2 separate regions of the Zea mays genome follow, and region 2 is linked to region 1. A link is a contact called in public Hi-C data. All regions are on one chromosome and are shown on one strand. Each heading gives the region's core, a stretch centred on a gene start, on an enhancer-like site or on the middle of the called end of the contact. The rest is flanking DNA. Distances are from core to core; before and after follow the strand shown.

Evidence for each region. Hi-C and Micro-C count contacts between places; a contact is called where the count stands out from the background.
Region 2: a contact with region 1 is called in a Hi-C map of leaf, with 3 times the contacts expected there. The contact joins the promoter of LOC100284599 here to the enhancer-like site in region 1. A contact is called at or near these places in 6 of 25 Hi-C or Micro-C datasets (bundle sheath, ear, leaf and 1 more).

What each region holds. Positions count from the first base shown.
Region 1 is chr9:114,707,194-114,713,678 of Zm-B73-REFERENCE-NAM-5.0, forward strand. No RefSeq gene overlaps it. Among protein-coding and RNA genes, the nearest start is that of LOC109942384, 7.8 kb to the right of the region's middle. Within about 2 kb of position 3,143, at least 18 of the 20 cell types and tissues checked have an H3K27ac peak or open chromatin away from gene starts, as enhancers often do. A contact at or near this core is called in bundle sheath, ear, leaf and 1 more, where this site is marked.
Region 2 is chr9:114,856,753-114,863,237 of Zm-B73-REFERENCE-NAM-5.0, forward strand. It overlaps LOC100284599 (zinc-binding protein), which reads right to left and starts at 4,169. Exons shown (of 4, transcript NM_001398978.1): 1 at 3,797-4,169; 2 at 1,202-1,276; 3 at 883-1,023; 4 at 1-531. The coding sequence starts at 3,967. The coding sequence ends at 166.

The DNA of each region.
Region 1 (6,485 bases), core at 1,893-4,392:
AGATTAAAACAACAAAATTTTTGTATGGCCAAGATCACAAATGGATTATGAAACCTTTTGTCATAACAATATAATACACATTTTGTATATAAGTTATCGTGATATTATGTGTTCTCGTTGCAACGCACGGGCACTCACCTAGTATAATTTATATTCAATATTAAAAACATCTGAGCATGATGTTCTACTGGTTAGACAGCTTTATTTAGTGTCTCCCGCCCTTCTTCCATCTGGGCATGGGTTCGAACCCATCTCCTACATTGTTTTTAACATTTTACGCTGATTTAATCAAATGGGCCGACGGGCTAACGGGCTGGCCCGACACAGTCAGTAGGCCGGCATGACGTGCCTGGGCCAGAGTTGTGGCCCGCGGGGGTCAGGCCCGTGCTGGACCGCCGTTTGGCCATCTATAGTCGTGCAGCGAATTAATTTGAAATAGTTGTGAGGGGTTATTTGTAAAAAGATGATGCGGGACGACCGTTGAAACTGGTGTTTTAAGTATAGTATAGATATAGAAATATATCAGTTAAACTGTATTATCTTTATAGAAGACAAAAAATAGAATTTTAGCAAAACCAATTTTATGGGTGAAAAAAAGATGACCTCTCTTTTCTGAATATATTTGATCCAAGAAGTACCTAGTGGCCTCTCCACAAATCATATAAGTTTTGAAATAGGTACTAGACTCAAGCACGTTCTATTTAGTTTGCTTACTTTTTTGGCATACAATTCCATGAAGCTCTGGATTAAAATTCTTCTCGCACCAACACCTAATGCTTGTTGTACTGAACTTATTAGTTATTTACCTGCTTGTGTATTCTTCAAATTCACGAATTTAGTTGGCGGACTGGTGTTATTTGCTTGGTTGTGGTTGTGGAGAACTTATTTAGGTGATATCGTGATGGGAGCATTCTGTACGCAAAGAAGGTAGGTGCTCCCATGCGTAAAATGCATCCAGTCGATCCGTTCTATATCCAACAGTGTTATTGCATTTTTTGCAAATAAGTCTTCTCACACTCTCCACGTTAGTGCTGTTCACTAAAAAAACCCGTACACCCCAAACGCATCCCCACGCTAGTGATGTTCTATTTATATGTGTTAATGTTATCCAAATAATGCCTCAGTATTTTGCTTTTGAATGTAAACTGAGCTACTATATTTTCTGAATGTTGCTGTCTTAGAGCATCACTAAGAGACTAGTTAAATGTTGCTGCTGTTTAGGAAAGAAGGGGTGTCGGTTTTTTTTTTAAAAAAAAAGAACAGCTCGTGAGAGGCCTTATTTGTAAAAAGACCACAACACCGTTGGATACTGGATGGGTGGGTTGGATGCATTTTGCGTATGGAGCACCAGCGTCCTTTGCGTGCATGATATGCTTCCTATCGTGATATATATCGAGTTAATACGTCCAACTCATTGCACTCGTTTCAAGTAGTGACAAGAGCCAACTCATTGCACTCGTTTCAAGTAGTGACAAGAGCCTCTGTTTTCGATCTAGTAGAGTTTAGTTTCTATAATAGTTATTCTACCAATTAGGTCCATACTCAGACAGACCAAGTGTCTGCCTACGAAAGAGTGAACTGAATCTTGAAGCATTTCATTGCTCGCTGAACGGTGATACACGCAAGTCGTTGAACTGAAACGTGCCCTCTCTCGAAGGCGCCGCCGCAAGAGCCACGCCTGGTTTTCTAGTACCTACATATTGTGGGCCGGCCTCGGAGTAGGTCGTCCTGGTTTGACTTGTAATCAGCCCAGTTGTGAGGCCTGGCCCAGATGCGTCTACCTCCAGGGGCAGGCCGTTCTCGAGCTGGCTGAAGGGAAAGTGCTCACGAAGGGCCCAGATTATCGAAACCACATCCGGGGTCCGGGCTGAATCCCCTTGCGCGCGACGGTTATTAAGCCAAAGTTTGGAATCACCTGGTGTCCACATCCACACCAGCGGAAGTAAAAGTAATGGGTGCGCGGACAAAGACAAAGCAAACCCGACGCGTTAGCACGTGCAACGCGAATGGGGATCGCGATGTTTGAGTCAGGCTCAGGCAGGCAGCACTCCACTCGTAGGTTCCTGGTCCCGGCAGCGGCAGTGCCAAGCGGTTCGAGAGAGAGACCAACGGTGCATCACGAGATGGGTCAATGGGAGTGTCTAGCGAAGGGACCAGCGGTCAAACGGGCGGGCAATGATTCCTTTCTGGGGCTGGCTGGTGTGGGGGTGACGGACGGGGAGGATCTGAGCGCACCGCTGCCTCCCTTTCCCCTGCAAGAAAGACCAAGCAACCCGTGGGGGCGCAGCAGCCGCAACGACGCAAAGGCAAAAAAAGCAAGCCCACTCCAGAGTCAGGACTGGACCAGGACCAGGACCAGGACCACTTTGTGCCGCTTTATTTCATTTCACTTGGGACACATCGCCATTATTGAGCAGTAAGGCTGCTGGTTGGTTGGGCCTATACATCATCCTCGACACACCTCCGTTTCCTTCCTATATTTGCATACATGCACGTCGTCGTCTGCTTATCGATCAGGAGACCTCTAGTAGGTTTTATATATACACATGTTTTCAAGACCATGTGAGGTTGTCAGGTAATAAGTCTAATCATACAGTAAGCTTTGTTACTGTAAAAGCTAGCATTATTAGAAGGGTTGCTGAAAGTTAACATTATTAGAGAGATTATTTTATCTTCGAGCTTAGTAGTAGTAACTAGCTCTTATTGCTACGAGTGTTAAGCTAATACTCCCTTCGTTTCGTTTTAGTTATCGCTGGACAGTGCAAAATTGAACTATCCGGTGACAACTAAAAATAAACGGAGCGAGTAGCTACGAGTGACCGCAGGCTAGCAGCTCGGAGGTACTATGAGCTGCCGGTCATATATATATACGTACGCCAGTTGCTCAGTTCAGTTGTGTCGGGCCGGGTGAGTAACCATAAGAAACAACGCAGCAGAAGCTAAGATTGGCGCAGCTGCATGCTTCGAGAGCCCAGCCTAGCTACCGGTCTCTCTCTCTCTGACGCGCGATCGACACGGGAGAGGCCGGGGAGACGACGACGACAGTGGATCGGATAGATAGATAGATGGCATAGACAGACACGCGCTACGCTTGGTTGTTGGCCGGACTACGTGACCCAGTCTCCAGGCTGTCCGGCCAATGAGGCGCGGTCAAGCGCAGGGTGTCGGTTGGCGGGGGCGCGCGGCAGGGTGCCCAGCGCGGAGACGGGGGGTGCGACTGCGTGCGCGCGGCAGGGGAGACACGGACACGGCCGTCCGTCCCCTCGCCATGGTACGACTAAGGTCCAGGCAGAGAGAGCCCCATCGCCATCCATGCTGCGTCTGTCGACCGATCGATCCCACGCTAGCTGCACGTACGCGCGCGCGGCCCGCCATTATTCCCTTCCCTCGGCTGAATCGCTCGGCGGGGCGCTCTGCCCGTGTGGTCCTCGCGACGTCGTCGCGACGCACGCTGCGTGCCCCGCCCGGGCGACCGCACCAAACCAAAGCCTGTGCGCCGCCCGGCCCCCGGCCCGCCACCAAGATCAACAAAAGGGGATGGAGCGCGAGGGAGGAGAGACCGGCTTTGTTGCTCCCGCCGCGCTCCAGTGAAGTAGATGTGGTGGTTCGTTTCGCTGGTAGGAGTTGGGTACGTGGCCTGTCCTTTCCTGTCCTGACGTGGGCACTGAGCTAGCCGGGACCTCACACCAGCGCGTACAGCGAGTAGTACGTGTGTAAAAATGTCCAAGCATGCGCAAACCGGGATCGCCATATATGTCGGTGTAACTTTTGTCGGCGGTCATGAACCAGGTGTAAGGTGTTCTGGAATCTGGATTGAACAAGCAACGGCCTGACTATATATATATATATATATATATATATATATATATATATATATATATATATATATATATATATATATATATATATATATATATATATATATATATATACTATATATATATATACTATATGTATTTAGAGCCCTGGGCTCTGTTTAGCTAGAGGAAGCCCCAGCCAAGTATGAACGCACGTGCATTTCACAGCCGACTGACCTTTCGGTTTCCATATAAATACCTACGTGACTCCCGCGATTAGCTCCTTTGCTCCCGGCTCAGTTTCCATAACCGCAAAACCCCAACCCCCGCACGACTCCAGGAATCTCCGGCGATTCTTCCTTCCCGGCGACTCCGCTCCCATTTCCGACGACTTTTCCAACCCCTCGCCGCTCGCTGTCGAGCCAGTCGCAAGCGGCATTTGAGCGGCGCGCCCTCGGTTTCCCCAATCGTCGCTCCAACATTCGCGCCGCTGCATTCGGCGACCGGCGAAAACCCTACCTTCTCCGGCGACGGTTCTGCTCCTTCGCCCTCCGCCGACCCGACTGCTCCCACGTTCTCCGCCATCCTCTACATTCGCCGCCGCCAACGGGTACCGCTCCAATCGGTGTGTTCTTCCCAACCCTAGCTCGCGCGCATTTCATTTGATCGTGTTTGACCGTCAACAAACTAGTTGTTTTTTGTTCATTTTGCATTGTGTGGATCACGGCTAGGGTTGACATTAGTTATGCAGTTGATGTATTACATTTACGCACATTTACACATTTGGTTACGCACATTTACACAGTCGGTTACGCTCATGTACACAGTTGGTTATGCACATTAGGTTACGCTCATGTACACAATTGAATCATTTTTGTGACTGCATACACTTATTTATTCCATTACTGTTATAGTTAATACATTGTGTGACAGCATGTATTGTTTTATTGGATCATATCCAGTTTTTTATTATTTTAAAACAGACATTATTTATTAAACCAGTTCACAGTTAATACAGATTGTTTATAGCAATTTTTGTTTTGCTCAAACATATCAGGTTGCAGGCAAATTGTGTTTTATAATTGCAACTGTATGCAATGGTATGCAACATATTCAGATTTTTATGAACGTATAACAGGACAGAACATATATGCTAATGTGTTTCATGTATGCATCTGTATGTAACATATTCAGTTTTTATGATGGTATATCAGTTCAGAATATGTATGCATCTGTGTATAGTAAATGATCAGCCAACTAGTTGTTTTTCATAGAGTATATGTTTTATATAAAATTTCATTTCTGTTTAGTGCATACATTTATGTATTTTCAGATGATTGCAGCTAATGCATTATTTGGTTACAGCAAGGTCTGTTATTCACTTACTTTTTGAACAGTTCAGTACATGTTTTATTGAATCATATACAGTTTTGTATTATTACAAAACAGACATTATTTATTACACTAGGTCACAGACAATACAGTTTGGTTATAGCAACTTTTGTTTTTCTCAAACATATTCAGATTATTTATGTAAATGTGTTTAGTAAATGAGCAGTCAACTAGTTGTTATTCCTAGAGTATATTTTTTATTTAAAATTTCATATCTGTTTAGTGCATACATTAATTCATTTCAGAGCATTACAGCTAACACATTATTTGGTCATAGCAAGGGTTGTTTTTATTGAAACATATTCAGTTTTCCTAATAATTGAAACAGTTCAGTATGTGTATGCAAATGTAAATAGAGAACAGTATATTTAGATGTTTTAGGTTTGGTATTTAAAACAATTAGGTTAATTGATTCAATCATACCACACCATAACTACATATGCATATATAACCTTTTATTTTTTACAACATTGTATATTATGTATGCAGCTGTTAATTTAAAAAAATGAAGCAAGTCGACCGTCCTCCAAATAACCCCAAGCGTATAACAATCCAGTCAAGCCAGGAGTGCTTCAGTGTAGACATTCCCTCTGCAGAACATCATAACCCATGTCCAGAAGTTGAAAATCCTTCAATTGCTGACAGTCAAAATGTGACCAATGAAACAGTTCAGATTGATTCTGATGAAGATGACTTCATGCCAGCTATGAAGAAGCGCAATGTTTCTGAAAGCCACACAAGAGTGTTAAGAAAAGTCGTGACAAAGAGGGTTAAACATGAGGAGCTACCCCGACAGGTTAATGTTATGCATACCCAACAAACAATTTCATATTTGTAATGTTTTGATTATTTTTTTCATAATAACAAAATTATTTCATGTTGTATATTGTTTAACAGAGGCTTAATGTGAGGTGCAACCCTCAAGATGTCATTGCAAGCATTAACATTTTGAATGAAAGACAACGTGAGGCTATAAGACGCAAAGGCTTCTCTTCCATTCTTGATATGACAGTAGATGCGCTGTGCAGTAGATCACACCTCCAATGGTTGATGGACAAGCTAGACCCCAAGGATATGACAATACGTCCTGGTCCAGGAAAGGAACTCAAGATCACAAAGGATATTGTTCATCTTATTCTTGGCGTGCCAAATCATGGAGGTGGTAAACCTTTGGGTATTGATGAAGCAGTTGCAGCAAGCAACTTGAGGGCAGAGCTTGGTGTGGCCAAAGATGAGTTCAATGTGGCATTTCTACAGGATCGATTAAGGAAAGGCGAGGATGATGACCTTTCAATC
Region 2 (6,485 bases), core at 2,919-5,418, 150 kb after region 1:
ACATAGGATTACACTTAAGCAATGTTGCTAACAACACTGCTAACTAAGGGTGGTAGTAATAAACGACATAATTAACAGGCAGGACACACACACATATATATATATATAGCGGCAAGGCGACGTGACGGCGGTGGAGTCCGTCCGACATCTGTGCATGCAGGTCCGTTACGCGAGCGGCGCCCTATGGGGCGCGCCCTTCCGCCTGTTGCCGAGCGAGAGGACGATCTGAGGGAAGAACCCTCCTCCGCCCCCGCCGCTCTTCTTCTTCCTCGTCGGGACGTCGACGTCGCGCCGCGCGTGGTTCCTGGCCGAGCCGCCGTTGCTGGATCCTCCGCTGGCGCTGGCGCTGCCCCCGTGCTCGACGGGGTCTTCGAGGATGGAGCTGGGCGTGGCCTGCCCGTACTGCCCGGGGTCGTCGTCGAAGCGGAGGTTCTCGAAGCGCGGGAAGCCGCAGCCCAGGTCCGGCGGCCCGCCCGGCACGTACAGGAGGATGTTGGACAGGTCCCCGCCCTGCATCATCACATGGTCCACCTGCATGCGTGCGTGCGTGCAGCCCACAGCTGGGTTTAGCGTACAGTAACCACGGAAACGGGGCCGTATCTAATCTAAGCGTGCATGGGCGTGCGTGTGCATGCAAACGTACTACTGCGAGTGAAGCGACGTACGGCTGATTAATAACTTACTAACGTACGTGCCAGGCGACTGATTATGGCACGCACGCACGCACGCTTGAATAATCCGTCAACCGATCACGCTGCTAGCTTAGCAGCTGTCGCGTGCATGTGCATATGTAGAAGATTTTTGGTGGCACGCGTGTAGTCTTGTATGGGTGGTGGTGGTGGTATACAGTAGTAGTAGCAGCAGCAGAATAGCACTGTGTACCTTGCAGGAGAGGCAGCAGAAGTGGAAGGGCTCCTGGAGGATCCTGTCACAGGCCAAGCAGACGTTGCCAGAGCCCTTGAAGGGCCTGGACTGCGGCCGCGGCTTGAGGAAGATCACCTTGGCACTGTTGATCGTGTAGGGCTGCATGCGTGCATGAGAACGACGATGGGTCAGGATTTTTAATAATTCAAAACGATTCGGAGCACGCCGCGGCGCCGTCCGTCCGTCCGGTCACCACCGCTGCATGCTACTATCCCCCTTTAGCTAGCCGCCGCCGGCAGCAGAAACAGTAGCTGGTACGTGACGGTCCGCGCATCACCTGGACGAAGGAGCAGTCGATGAGCCTCTCGAGGTCGTCAAGGCGCACCACGTCATTGTACACGTACCTCCGCACCTGGCCCAACAAGTCGAGCACACAGTCACACACAGACAACACTACGATCATTAGTAACATCGTTATACAATAAATACTACGGTACAGCCCGTCACAGTACATATACGCTGCGTAAAATGATGGGTAAATCGAATTTACCCGTTCTTCCTGCGTGCATGTGAACGTGCTGTGCTGTGCGCTGCGCAACTTATAACGTGAGCAACGCGGTGCGTGCGCGGTAATAATTCCAGCGGGAAGGGAAGTGGGGGGTGGGGGGCGGGAAACAGGCCTGGGCGTCTGACGAGCCCGCTAGGCTAGTCACCGGTAATAATTGCGACGCTTTGACCGGCGGCTCGTCGCCATCCTTTCCGCGGGAGACCAAGAGGGCGCCTCCGTGCACTGTGGCCGCAGCGACCGAAACGCCCCTGTCCCCGGGGAAAATCCAGGCGTCGCCTCGAGGGCACAACGGTCAGGAAGCACCGCAGGCCGGATTATTTTAACCCCGCGGTAAAAACAAATAAACAGGCAAGGAACGGACGGGTGGTGGGCTGGTGCGAGAGTGGCAATGAGCGCCGGCTCGATCGCTGGGTTGGTCACTCGAAGAGAGAGAGAGAGGAGGGGGGGGGGGGGGGGGGGGGGGGAAGGGAGGGGCAGGCAGCACCGCAGCGGCAGGCACAGGCAAGCGGCCACGTCGACGACCTAACTGTGGCCTGAATGGATGAACAGTGGCACACCATCAAGGCCCGGGCTTGGACGGTAGCAGCAAGCACGCACGCTGCAGGCGGTCGAGCAGGGATCTCTACTGTTGGGAGGCGGCAACAGTATTGAGAGCGCGGCGGCCTTTCGTTTTATTTTTTTACCGTGGGTGCATGCACCTGGTAACTCTCCCCCCTCCTGGGTAGTAACAGTGTAACACCCACCATCCAGCCAGCGGTAGCTAGGCTAGGACTAGGACGCAGCGGCAGCAGGAACAGCAGCACTGGCACTGCGTTAGTGTTTACCCGGCCGGCGGGCAGCGGCCAGGAAGGACCATCCATTTATCAGCCAACCAGCGTCGTCCCGTCTGATCGTCTCCGCAGTGGGAGACTGAGAAGGAGGGAGAGAAGAGGGCTGAGTGAGTGAGTGAATGAGTGGTGACCGGTGAAGAAGGCGCTTGCTTTGCTATACATGGCAACACCATCCGGATAACCCTGCCCATTTGTGCCAGTGACGCTCGGTGGTTGGGGAATCATTCAGCTCAGCCACAAGGCTAAGAAGCACTGCAGAGCAGGTACTATACGTGTAGTACGTAGCAGCAGCGGGCAGCGAGCAGCGAGGGGGTCTACAGTGGGATCACTATTACCACCGTTAAAAAGCTAGGCAGGCTCGGCCGGACGGCGCCACCGGGGCTCGTCGTCGTGCATGCAAGGATCAGAGCGGCCGGCCGATCGGGGGGGGGGGGGGGGGGGGGGGGGGGGGGGGAGGATCGGAGGGGAGGGCGTGGAAAGGTCAAGGCGCCAGAGCGGGCGAGAAGGGGGCAGCACCGCAGCAGCCTTTGCAGGCGAGGCAACAAAAGGGGCCGGAGAGCGTGCACTGCAGGAGGAGGCCGCGCAGGTCCCAGGGGCAGACCCAAGGAGCGCATGCATCATGCATGCACGCGCCACACCAACCCACGGCTGGGCGGACGGAGGAATTCAGCCACAAGGACCCAGGCTCGTCGTGCGACCATGCTTGTTCGGGGAGTATGGCCAAGCCGCATCAGGGGTCGCCACTTTTCTTTTTTACCCTCCCCTCCTCTCTTCCCCAATCGAGCTCGGGGCTTTTACTTCTCCTGCCACTGCCCACTGCCACCAAGAGCAGCAACGACAGGCCGGGAGGGGGGGCACTGGCGCACGAGGAAAGAGGGAAAAAGAATCCGAAATCGCATGCAGTGAATTTCCCTGGTAGGCTGGTGGTACGGCGGCGATCCGTGAGGCCGGAACTCGCAATTCAAACTTGTGCTTGGTGTGTGTGTGGGGGCTGAGATTAACCAGAGGCGCACAGAAAACGACACGGGCGAGCGCGGCGTCCTAAGAGCGGCCGGGGACGTTAATTGCGTCGCCCGCGGCCTTGGGACTGTGCTAAACTGATGCTGCCGCAACGCAATTAAGCCCAACCGAAGCAGCCATGCCGTAATTACTACGCCCAAAGCTGAGCCTACACTAGCTAGGGGTGCTACTAGCACGGAGAAGGAAGGAAGAGGAGGCGAGCCGGCGAGGAGACGGATCCGGATCCCCTTTCCCTTTGAGAAGCAGCGACAGCAGGCAGCCAACCTAGCGGAGCTAGTAGTAGCTAGGAGGCAGCCAGCCAGCCACTCGGCCTAATCCGGTCGAGCAAGTACAAGCGTCCGTGACCCACGGAACACTGAAGAATTGAGCAACAAAGCTCACGTAGCACACTGTACGCCGGAGCTGAGCTAGCCGGCTCGAGGTCTGAAGAAGACGAGGACGAAGTTCCTAGGCGTCGTCTTCTTCCTCCCCGCCACCGTGCGATCGACAGGGTGCTGGCAGACGGTGTGTGTACCTGGAGGAGGAGGTGGTGGCGGTGCGCGGGGGCGCAGTGCGGGCAGATGCTGGCGCAGCAGCCCAGGCAGAAGATGTTCTTCTCGTTCTTCTTCCGGTCCTCGTGCGCCGCGCACCCCACGAAGAAGCTCTCCTCCACCAGCCCGCCCACCCACCCGGGCCTCATCCCCATCTCTATCTCGCCTCCGCAATTCCCTCGCTCCCAGATGCTTCTCCCGGCGGGCGGGCGAGCGATCCGTCCCCCGCTCCGGTCCTCCGTACGGAGCGGTGTCTGTACGTACGCGGGCCGGCCGGCCGGCCGGACGGGCAAGCGCACCGCGGCGAGTGAGTCGGTCTGGAGGAGATTATTGGCTAGATGGGAGTGGAGGAGGCGTACCCCGTTCCCCGCAGCGCGCTGCTATATATAGAGGCGAGGGGAGGAGAAGTGATAGCGATGGAGGGGGGGCATGGAGCCAAGCCGGAGTGGGGTGGCACGCGGCGTCGGAGGGCGTGGCACGGGACGGGACGGGGCTTACGGGAGCGAAGCGACGGAGGCAGCCATTTGGGGTTGGGTTTGGGTGGTCAAAGCTAGCGAACGAAGCACTTTGGGCCCGTCGCGTCGCGGTCGTCCAAGGCCCCGTCGTTTTCGCGCCGCTGGAGAGGGGCCTCTCTCTCTCTCTCTCCGCGGCCGCGATCTCCTTTTCGTACGTTCGTCACCAGGCGACTTCACCACCGGCCTTTCAGTTCACGCTGCGAAACGAAGGCAGCACTTGCAACGTCGAGCGCCGCAAGTACTGTTGCCACGGAGACGAAGCACGCAGGCACGCGTACGTTTCCTTATTCCAGATCAACAGGTTTTTGCAGGAGTCGGCAACCGTTTCTCGGCACGTAGCTGCTGCTCTAATTATTTTTATCTTTTCGTATTTAATAAAAACAAAAACAATGTTCGAAAACTTGTCTAACCGTCCTTCCAACTAGATCTTTAAATATTATTGTTATCTATTTATTTATTTTTCGCTAACTACAGTTAAAGAGTCGTGCTAGCTCTCCACAATACTTACAAATATAAATGTTATGTTAGAAGATAGAAGCGTATTTTTACTCAAATGACCCTCTCCATATGGCTCCAACTTCATATATTTCTGCAACGCCTGCTATTTTAGTGACAGCTCTACTCGAGCTATCAAGTGCTAGTGGCACCGGAGCGGTCTAGTGTACCACCAGACCATGCCATATGTGTCGCCATGTCATATAGCCGTTAGAACTCAAAGCTAGTTGTCAAGGATGTCCTTGGGACCAGGGGAGCACACTAGGGAAAAGCCTCTAGCAATTTGGGCCCGTCAGTCAACTGGAGGAGATAGAAAACGTCTACCCTGAAAGCAGTGGCGGATCCACGAGGGGGATTGGGTGGGCTCCACACACACCCCTGCGTCGGCAGCATACAAGTAGGAGGGAGTTAGGGAGAGGAAGAAAGAAGAGGAGAAAGAGAGAGGAAGCGAGAAGGAAGAAGGGAGAGGAAGGAATAAGAGGGGAAATGGAGATGAAGGAAGAAGAAAGTGAAGAGAAAAAAGAGGAAGAATATAAGGGGGGGAAAGAAGATAGTTAGCTTCTAGCCTCCTTGGCAAGGATCATGGATCCGCCATTGCCTGGAAGTACCCGCCCCCAAACGAACCCAGCGGCACCGAGTCCGGGGTCAGGCATGGCAGAACCAGATATGGGGTGTCGGGCGAACAGAAGGGAAACCACTCGAGTGGATCCATCGCCCGGTCCAAGACCGACCCACCATAAGTGATTGGTTGCATTAACTACGTTTGACACCAAGCTATGGCAAAGGTGTCGGTCCACCTCCCACTCATGGCCTACGAGCCCCTCGGGTTGCGACACACTCATAACCAACGAACCCCTCAAACTGTGGTGCGTTTATGACCCACGCACCTCCTGGCCTGTGTAGCATCCCAATTTCTAACCCAGGTTTGAAACCCTAATCTAACCCCCCCCTTCTTTTTATCTATCCCAAAACTCCCTTAGATTCTTCCCAACATATGCATACACCTTGTTTGAATATGAGCACCTCACTTAAATTTTATTTTTCAGCACCTAGATTATCTATTAAATTAATTGTTCAAAAGAAAAGAATATAAAAAGATTTGGATATAGGGATTAGAAAATAAAAAGGAAAAAGAGAAACCCCCCTCCTGGCTGGGCTGAATCCAGCCCATGCCGCGGCCGCCTTTCCTCCCTCACGCCCGCGCTCCCCCCCCCTCCGGCCCATTGCCGGCCTGCTCCCGCGCGCGCGCAGCTGCTCCGCGCTCCCTCTCTCACTCTCGCTGACAGGCCGACCCCACCTGCCAGTCACTCTCTCTCACGCGCTCGCTTCCACTGGCAAGACCGGCCCACCGGTCAGCCGCTTCGTCATCCTCCCCGCATACGACGCCCCGCCGTCCCTTCACCGCCGTCCTTCACCGCCGTCCTTCACCGCCGTCTCCTCGCCGCACAGGAAAGTTTGGCACCGCTCCGTCCTCCTCCCCTTGACCAGCGTCCTCGCCAGTACCGCCCCGCCGTAGCGTCCCCTCGGCGGCGCTGTGCGCCATTAATGGCGGCACCGGGAAGCTCGCCGGAGTCAGGGAGCTCCACCGCTCCCCTCGCCCCCGCGCGCCTATAAAAAGCTCGCCCCGAACCCCGTCTTCCTCGCACCAGCCTCGACCGCTACC